Linked DNA regions of Mus musculus: region 2 is linked to region 1. Evidence: chromatin contacts called from public HiChIP or PLAC-seq data. All regions are on one chromosome and are shown on one strand. Each heading gives the region's core, a stretch centred on a gene start, on an enhancer-like site or on the middle of the called end of the contact. The rest is flanking DNA. Distances are from core to core; before and after follow the strand shown. Region 1 overlaps Nav1 (neuron navigator 1). Region 2 has its middle 18 kb from the start of Gm32835.

Region 1 (3,740 bases), core at 926-3,425:
CCCAGGGCCCTTCTTCCAAAGCTCATTATGGGTTGGAAAGGGAAATGACAGCCAGCTAAATCCTGTCCCTCACCTAATAACCTTCAGTGGAACATCAGCGACCCTGGGGACCCCTGCTGCTAGCAGCCCTATGGCCGCGTGTATGGCCACATGTGTGGCCACGGGTATGTAGTGTTAGTCCTGAACTGCCCCTTGCCTTCAGACCTACAGTGTCTGAGAATGGAGTCAGGTGGGGCAGTGGAGGAAGCCTGAGGCAGGAAGGGGAGGAACAGTGAGAAGAGGGGCTGAAGGAGTGTGAAGAGCCAGGATGAGTGGGAGCTGGGTCTCTGTCTCCAGGCTGCTGGTGCCACACAGGAAGGGGAAGAACTCAGAGCCCTTGAATACAAACCCCCGACAGGGGAGAAGCAAGGGCTGCCACATTCCACTTGTTCTTCCTGTTTTAGATCAAGTGCAAGATCATTCACTTCCTCCTGGAAGTCCCTCTTCCTCTCTGACACTGCTTATGTGGTTGCCCTGTACAGACTTGTGAATAAGTGGCTGTGCATCCTCAGGCGACCTTGCACACACATTGCTTCTATGTCCAGCCACCTCTCGCACTCGCTTAGATGTCCCCTCCCACACCTGGGTATGCACTGAGCTTCCGCTCTATCTGTGGCACATGCTCTGATGGCACCCTCTCAGACCCTCTCTCCATGAGCCTGCCACCTATATTTAGTGAGTGTCTATCCATTCCTGACATAGCCACATGCATTGGAGCTCTCTTTTCTGCTTTGCTTTTCAAATCCAGACTTCTATGCATCTCCTGGTGCCTGCACCTCGAGAAGCAAGAATAACGGTCTTCGGCCTCTTTGGTGCACCCTACTGAAGAGAGGTTGGTGGGTAAACCTCCTACTTGGTCTGCTGGTCTTTCTTCAGCTGCAGTGAATGGTCCTTTGCTGCCTGGCCAGAGACATCTGATAGCCCAGGGGCCTGAGCTGGCCCCTCGGGAATACCCTGGGACAGCTAAGTCTTTGAGCGGGAGTCAAACAAGGACAGACATTCAGAAGCTTGGGTTGCTCATTTTGCCTGGCCCAGAGCTCCCAGTTGTGGCCACTTTGTGGCTCCCCAAAGTGAGGAAGATGGAGAGGTTGCTTAGGGGCATGCCAGAAGGGTCTCTGGGTGTTCGGCAGCAGGGCCTGAGAACCCAAGTTGCTGACAGAAGAAGCCATAGTCTCTGTCTTGGGAAAGCAGCTGCCATAGTGGAAGGCCTGGGACCCCTCCTGTGACATGTTCCCAGGTTTTAGGGAAACAAGATACACATAGCAAGGCAGTGGTAGACTGGAATGGGAGTGGGGGGTGGGGGGCTGGGCTTTGCGCTGGTTCTGCCACTCTGAAGCTAGGGAATCCCACCATCCAGTTAGGCCGAGTTCCTGTTTCTTAGCTTGTAAATCAAGGTAAAGAATATCGAATTCATACTGTTGTTAAGATTAAATGAGATAATTCCATGTTAATGTTTCATAAGCTGTTCCTTTACAATTGTCAAGGAATCATAAAAGCACAAATTACTGTAGTATAAAGTATGCACTGGAGGGTTGGAGCAGCCCAGAGTCAGATAGCAATCCCACTGTAACGAGGGGAAATTAAGGAAGGCTCCCCGAGGAGAGGGGGTTTTGAAATGATGAGTGTGGCAAACAAGCACTGCCACCTCAGCAGGAAAATTCTATTTCAAAGATGGCTTGTGTTGCTTTGGAGTTCTAGAAAGTCAAACATGAGAAGGGGGATAAACATTTACTGAGCGTCTAGTGTATACCACATACCTTACATACACTGAACACCTACTGCATACCAAGTACCTTATATACATTGTGTTCTTTGCCTTCCAACAATAATCCTAGTCCCATATTGTCATTTATCCTTAGAACAAACAGCTCTCCTTGAAGCCTCAGAGATGAGATCTGACCCAACCTATCAAACTTCCAAATGTGTGCTCTTTTGGCGATCTCAGCTTGCAGGAAACTTTCAGGCACACGGAAGCCCAGCTGGCTTACCACCAAACATATGGGTTGGGGAATAAAGGAGGAGGCTGGCAGTTAAAGAGGAGAGACAAATGGACCGGGAGACAGGTGGGAGGGGCTGGTAGAGCAAAGCCATACCCATCTCAACAGCTTTCTTCGATGCCTATCCTCCCTGATTGTCAGCCAAATTGCACGTCATCACACCCAGTGAAAGCTCAGCAGCTCAATTGTAGGTTACTAGGACACCCAGAGGAGGGGCCCCTCCCAAGTCAGCATCTGTTGCTATGGAAACACAAGCATGCATCCAGCAGCCCCTCTGGAATACCTACCTGGCTTACTCCAGGTTTTGAGAAACACTGCGTAAGACACACACTAACTCTGCAGACAGAGAATGGTCCACTATTATGTTTTGAGAATTAAGTGGAATTTTGAGAGCCGAGGGCTCTCTGAAATTAGCCCCTTCTATTCTGATTCTACACACTCCTTCCGTCCGACCCTTCTTACTTTTCTTTAGTGGTGTCTGTGTCTCACTACTCTCCTCTCCCCACTGACCTCATACATGCACCTGACACAATTGCAGGAACCTATGTCTGGGACCCAGCCAGAACAGGTTCAAAGAGCTGCAGCTGGTATCTCCAGGAGCTGCTACATTCAATAATGAGTGGGAGCTGAAGGAGAAACAGCCACACTTCTTTGACCCATGTAGGGTCATTAACCACTTAGAAATCTCTACGCCTCAGGTGCCCATGGCAACAACCTGTGCACACCCTACGCATCCCCATGCAATCTGTGCCCTAGATCTGCTCACTCCACAGGTGCTCACCTATATGCCTTAGTGTGTCACCTAAGATACAGGGCCGTGCTGGAAAATCTTCAGTGTGCCGGCGTTAAAATGTAGGACATTTAAAAAAAAGATTTTATTTATTTTATATATGTGAGTACATTGTTGCTGCCTTCAGACACACCAGGACAGACTAGAAGAGGGCATCGGATCCCATTACAGATGGTTGTAAGCCACCATGCGGTTGCTGGGAATTGAACTCAGGACCTCTGGAAGAATGGTCAGTGCTCTTAATCGCTGAGCCATCTCTCCATGGTTAGTTCCAATGGGGGTGGGTTCCTGATAAAGCAGGAGTTAAGCCCTCTCTTTCACTTATGTCCTCACTCTCACTTATGTTCTCTTGACCCTCTACTTCCCCCACAGAAGGTCCTTAGCAGACTGGCCCTTCAGTCTTGGACTCCCATCTCCCAGAAATATAATAAACCAATCTCTGTTCTTCATAAATGACCTCTTTGTGGTATGGTGTTAAAGTAGCACACAGGGAACTAAGATACCAGCCCAAACCACCCTTCCCGTGTAAGCAATGTTTGAGTGAGCCAGGTCACAATGGGGAAAAGGCCAGAGTCACCCCGTAACCTGAGCATGGTGAGCTTAGTTCTTAGATTGTTCTTTGTAAATTTATTCTATTTTTTTTTAATTTTTTTTAAAGATTTATTTATTATATGTAAGTACACTGTAGTTGTCTTCAGACACTCCAGAAGAGGGCATCAGATCTTGTTACAGATGGTTGTGAGCCACCATGTGGTTGCTGGGATTTGAACTCTGGACCTTCGGAAGAGCAGTCGGGTGCTCTTACCCACTGAGCCATCTTACCAGCCCTTATTCTATTTTTAATTGTGCATGTGTGTATATGTTTATGTACATGAGGTGCAAGGGCCCTCTGAGACCAGAAGAAGATGTCAGAA
Region 2 (3,740 bases), core at 779-3,278, 150 kb after region 1:
TCCACATCTGCCCTCCAGATGTCTGCACTTGAGAAACACCCTCTGTCTACAAGGACCCAAGTTCTGGAACACACTTAGCAAAACACCTTGAGAGCTACCAGGTACCTTCATAAGCAAGGGGCTGCTCGATGAGTCTCAGATTTCATTGGTTATACTCAGTGCGGACCCTTTTTTTCCACATTGAACATCTTATGCCCGAGCTGTACTTACTGACTAAGACATAAGAGGCTGATAGGGGAAGCACAGCCCCTAGCTGCAGAGAACTCCCAATCTGGGCATCAAGATATGGAGATCCTGAGACAAGCCAGGGACACCGCCCTAGACCTTAAGTCAACCCACTGTTGAAGAGGCAGGGCTTTGCCTGAGGTGGGTAGGGAGGACCATCTCTTTCCCTGGGGAGCTTCCGGAGTCTAGAAATAAAGGACCCAGAAGAAAAGCCCAAAAATGAAAACAGAAGAAAGAGAAATAAGTCAGTTCGTATATAATGCCCACTCTAATGCCAGTGTCAGACACATCCAGTCTTAGCAAGCACTGGAAGGTCTCGTTCACAGTCACGGCCAGTAAGCAGCAGACCCTGGATGCAAAGTCAGATGGGACCACACCCTGCCTCTGGGTGGCCCCGTGTATGACTGCAGCAGATTCATCTCTTCCTGTGTTATCATCCTGACTAGGAACCAGCTCATCTTCCTGTTCATATCCTCTAATATTAAATATCGCTGCATCTAGGACGGCCTCCCTGACCATATTACACTGGAACCAGATGGTCTGCTAACCCTGTCTGGGTAAAGTCAGGAGGAGGCTCTCAGAAGGACTCTCGTCTTTCTGCTAGAGGAGCCCTCACGGTGCAGAGGCAAGCTGTGGTCCAGGCTTTGCAGTTCGGTGGTCTCTGGGGGAGAAGGCTCGGGATGAAAGGACTCCAGCTTGGCCCCAGACCAGACTCTAGGTAGTTGTGTAGGATTCTTGGAAAGAGCAAGTACAGAGGCACACAATTTGGAAGCCTATGGAATGCTGGATTCATTTGCCCCGCCTCCCCTGCCCCCAGCCCACTGCCTACTCTGGGGCTCCGAGGATAGGAAGCAACTTGGTCTGTCCATCACTGTTCAGAGCCCTGGGAGACCCAGCTTATGGCATAGAGCCAAAGACCCCAGTGGACCATATGAAGACCACGGTGAGTGCTTAGCAGTACCTCCACTCCCAAAGAGAGGGTCTGCAGAGAGGGAAAGAGAAAGGCAGCTACACAGCCCCAGAGATGGGTTTATAGACACAGCGGCATCCTCCTATGGCATCAGCAGCTTGAGACTTGAAGAGCTAGGTGACAGGGTCTCACTAAATCATTGCCTCTCCAGGCACGCTACGGCCAAGGGCTCTGGCAGGGAACCAGGGTCCTAGGCTTATCCCAGTTCCTCCTGTACTTCCTCCAGTTACTGCAGATGCACGAGTTCTGTTGGTCATCAGCCAAGGAAGCCCAAGGCTAAGGCAAATGGTAGTTTGGGGCGGGTTATATCCATCTACAGTGGGCAAGTTAGCAGAGCCACACAGGAGGGTTGTGCTGATAGGGGAGGGAAAGCTGGCTCTGGCTGCGGGTCCCAGTAACCGCAAGAAAAGAAGACTCCAGAGACAGCCAGACTAGACAACATTGACGGTTTGTTTTTGCCAACCAACACCATCTAAGTCTGTTTGAAATCACCCAACATACTTGATAGTCCAGGAGAATAAAGAGAAAAACTGAGGTTGTTTGTTTGTTTGTTTGTTTTTGTGGGACAGGGGTAGTTCTATAGATAGAGCCTATGCCAAGAATCAAAGTCTTAAACACCATTGAGGGTAACAGACCCAGCTCTGCTCTCTAGGCCGTTAAAGTCCTCTGCTCGCCTAGTTTTCCCATACAGTGCAGGGCTGCCCCACCCGAGGCTCTCACCCACCCCCGTCTTTCATCTAGTGTAGAGTTGAGTGGGTAAGCCTCGCTGCTTTTCCCAGCCCAAATGACGCAGGGGCCAGCTGGCTGCTGCAGAGGAGGGCGTGGGAATCCTGTGGGTTGTGCTGGGCAACTGCGCCCTCTAGTGGTAGCCACAGAACGATGCACAGACACGCAGACAAAGGGTGAACCAGATTTCCTATCTCCTTTTGCACCATCTCTTCCCAAGGCCTCTATGATACAGTCGGCGCCAGATGACTTAGGCCCTGCTCAAAAGGAAGTGGAAGAACAGCTTGTGGTCCTTGACAACTTCTAAACCAAACCCTTGGAGGAGAGAGGAGGCCAGTGCTTCTGCACTCTGGCCACACCTTCTGTGAAAGCCTTCATCCGGCTACAGCATACTCTCATGTCTCTCAAAACTCTTTCAGCCTCTCCTGTCTGAGATGCTACCCCTGCCAGAGGAAAATCCTAAGCCTCCATCCCATGCAGAGACTTGAAAGCCACAGTGTGGGCTTCTCAGGGGACAGGGATCTGCTTCTGGTCACCCCAAAGGGGAACTTCAAGCATTCCCTAAGGAAGCACTCATTCACTGAGAACCCATCTTATGCCACAACATCTGCAGCCACAGTCTCTCAGCAGGCCCAAAGGGAACCAGAGTCAAACCCCAGTTTACAGAGTGGAGGGTCGGGTCTCAGAAGGTCAAGTGTCTTGTCCGTGAGCGACTATTTGTCAATAATCTCTGGTTTCTGCAAGCCAGGTGCTAAGCTAAGTGTGTTATTACACAGACTCTGTTATACAGATGTCCCCATAAGCTAGGCTGTCCGGTGAGCTAGGTTAGAGTTAGCTCCCTGTTACAGATGAAGGTTCAGAGACAGGAACAGGCACATGGCACATGGTATATTCTAAGTCACAAACAAAGTCAGACACAAAAACACACACCTAGGAAGTATCAGAAGCATAGAAACACAATTCTATTTCCCCCTTACTCTGATACTGGCTTTATGTTGTTATTATTATATTTTATTTTTATGTATGTGTATGCATATGATATATGAGTGTAAGCCCTGTGCATGGCCAGAAGAGGGCGCTGGATCCCCTAGAGCTGGAGTTACAGGCAGTTGTGAGCCACCTAAGGTGGGTGCTGGGAGGCAAACAAGAACTTTGGGAGGAGTAGCAGGAACTCCTAACCATTGAGCCATCCATCCAGACCTCTTTACTGGTGCTGTTTGCTTTGTTTTTCATCTGCTTTTTTTTGGAACCCTAGGTTGCCTCCTTTCTGCCCCTTTGAATGCCTCACATAAGGCTCCATTGCCACCACAGCACAGCACAAAGACGGTATCTCAGGAGCCACACGGCATAGCACAGAGACAGCATTTTGGATACCATATATAGCACAGCACAACACAGCGACCACATCTCAGGTGCCACACAGCACAGCACAGAGACAGCATCTCTTCTTCAGCTTCCGAGGCATCCTCTGTCTTTTTACAAGAGCCATAGAAATGACCTTGGTGTCCCCTTCCTTCTTCCCTTCATCTTTTAATTCCTGCCGAAGCAAAGTCATGCCTGCCTTTTTTCTCAACATGATTACAGTAAAGGGACTGGATTGCAGCCAGCGGTTTCCTGGGCAATGGCCTGTTCTTCCCAGTGTAAGGGGTGTGAGCAAGTGGGCCACGGTGAACTCATGTAGAAACTGGGACGATGAAGAGATATCTGCTGGCAAGTCACCGCCAGCAGAGGACGGTGCTCGGGGAGAAGATGCAGTCAGTGTGGGCTCCCCATGGAGGGCAGACAACCTAAAAGCAAGCCTTAACCATCTCCCAGGGTT

Evidence for each region. HiChIP or PLAC-seq counts read pairs in DNA pulled down with a chosen protein or histone mark.
Region 2: a contact with region 1 is called in an H3K4me3 HiChIP or PLAC-seq map of embryonic basal ganglia, with 2.8 times the contacts expected there. The contact joins two enhancer-like sites. A contact is called at or near these places in 1 of 15 datasets of contacts at CTCF or cohesin (embryonic stem cells), 2 of 484 Hi-C or Micro-C datasets (embryonic stem cells and forebrain), 16 of 115 datasets of contacts at active chromatin or transcription factors (the HPC-7 cell line, embryonic basal ganglia, embryonic forebrain and 10 more) and 2 of 9 other capture datasets (adipose tissue and liver).

The regions. Positions count from the first base shown.
Region 1 is chr1:135,516,671-135,520,410 of GRCm38.p6, forward strand. The region is part of intron 3 of Nav1 (neuron navigator 1); the gene reads right to left. The region is part of intron 2 of Gm32940 (a long non-coding RNA gene); the gene reads left to right. Among named protein-coding and RNA genes, the nearest start is that of Gm32940, 6.5 kb to the left of the region's middle. Within about 2 kb of position 2,176, at least 16 of the 459 cell types and tissues checked have an H3K27ac peak or open chromatin away from gene starts, as enhancers often do. A contact at or near this core is called in embryonic basal ganglia, where this site is marked.
Region 2 is chr1:135,668,568-135,672,307 of GRCm38.p6, forward strand. It overlaps a transcript of Nav1 not described here. Among named protein-coding and RNA genes, the nearest start is that of Gm32835, 18 kb to the right of the region's middle. Within about 2 kb of position 2,029, at least 151 of the 459 cell types and tissues checked have an H3K27ac peak or open chromatin away from gene starts, as enhancers often do. A contact at or near this core is called in embryonic basal ganglia, where this site is marked.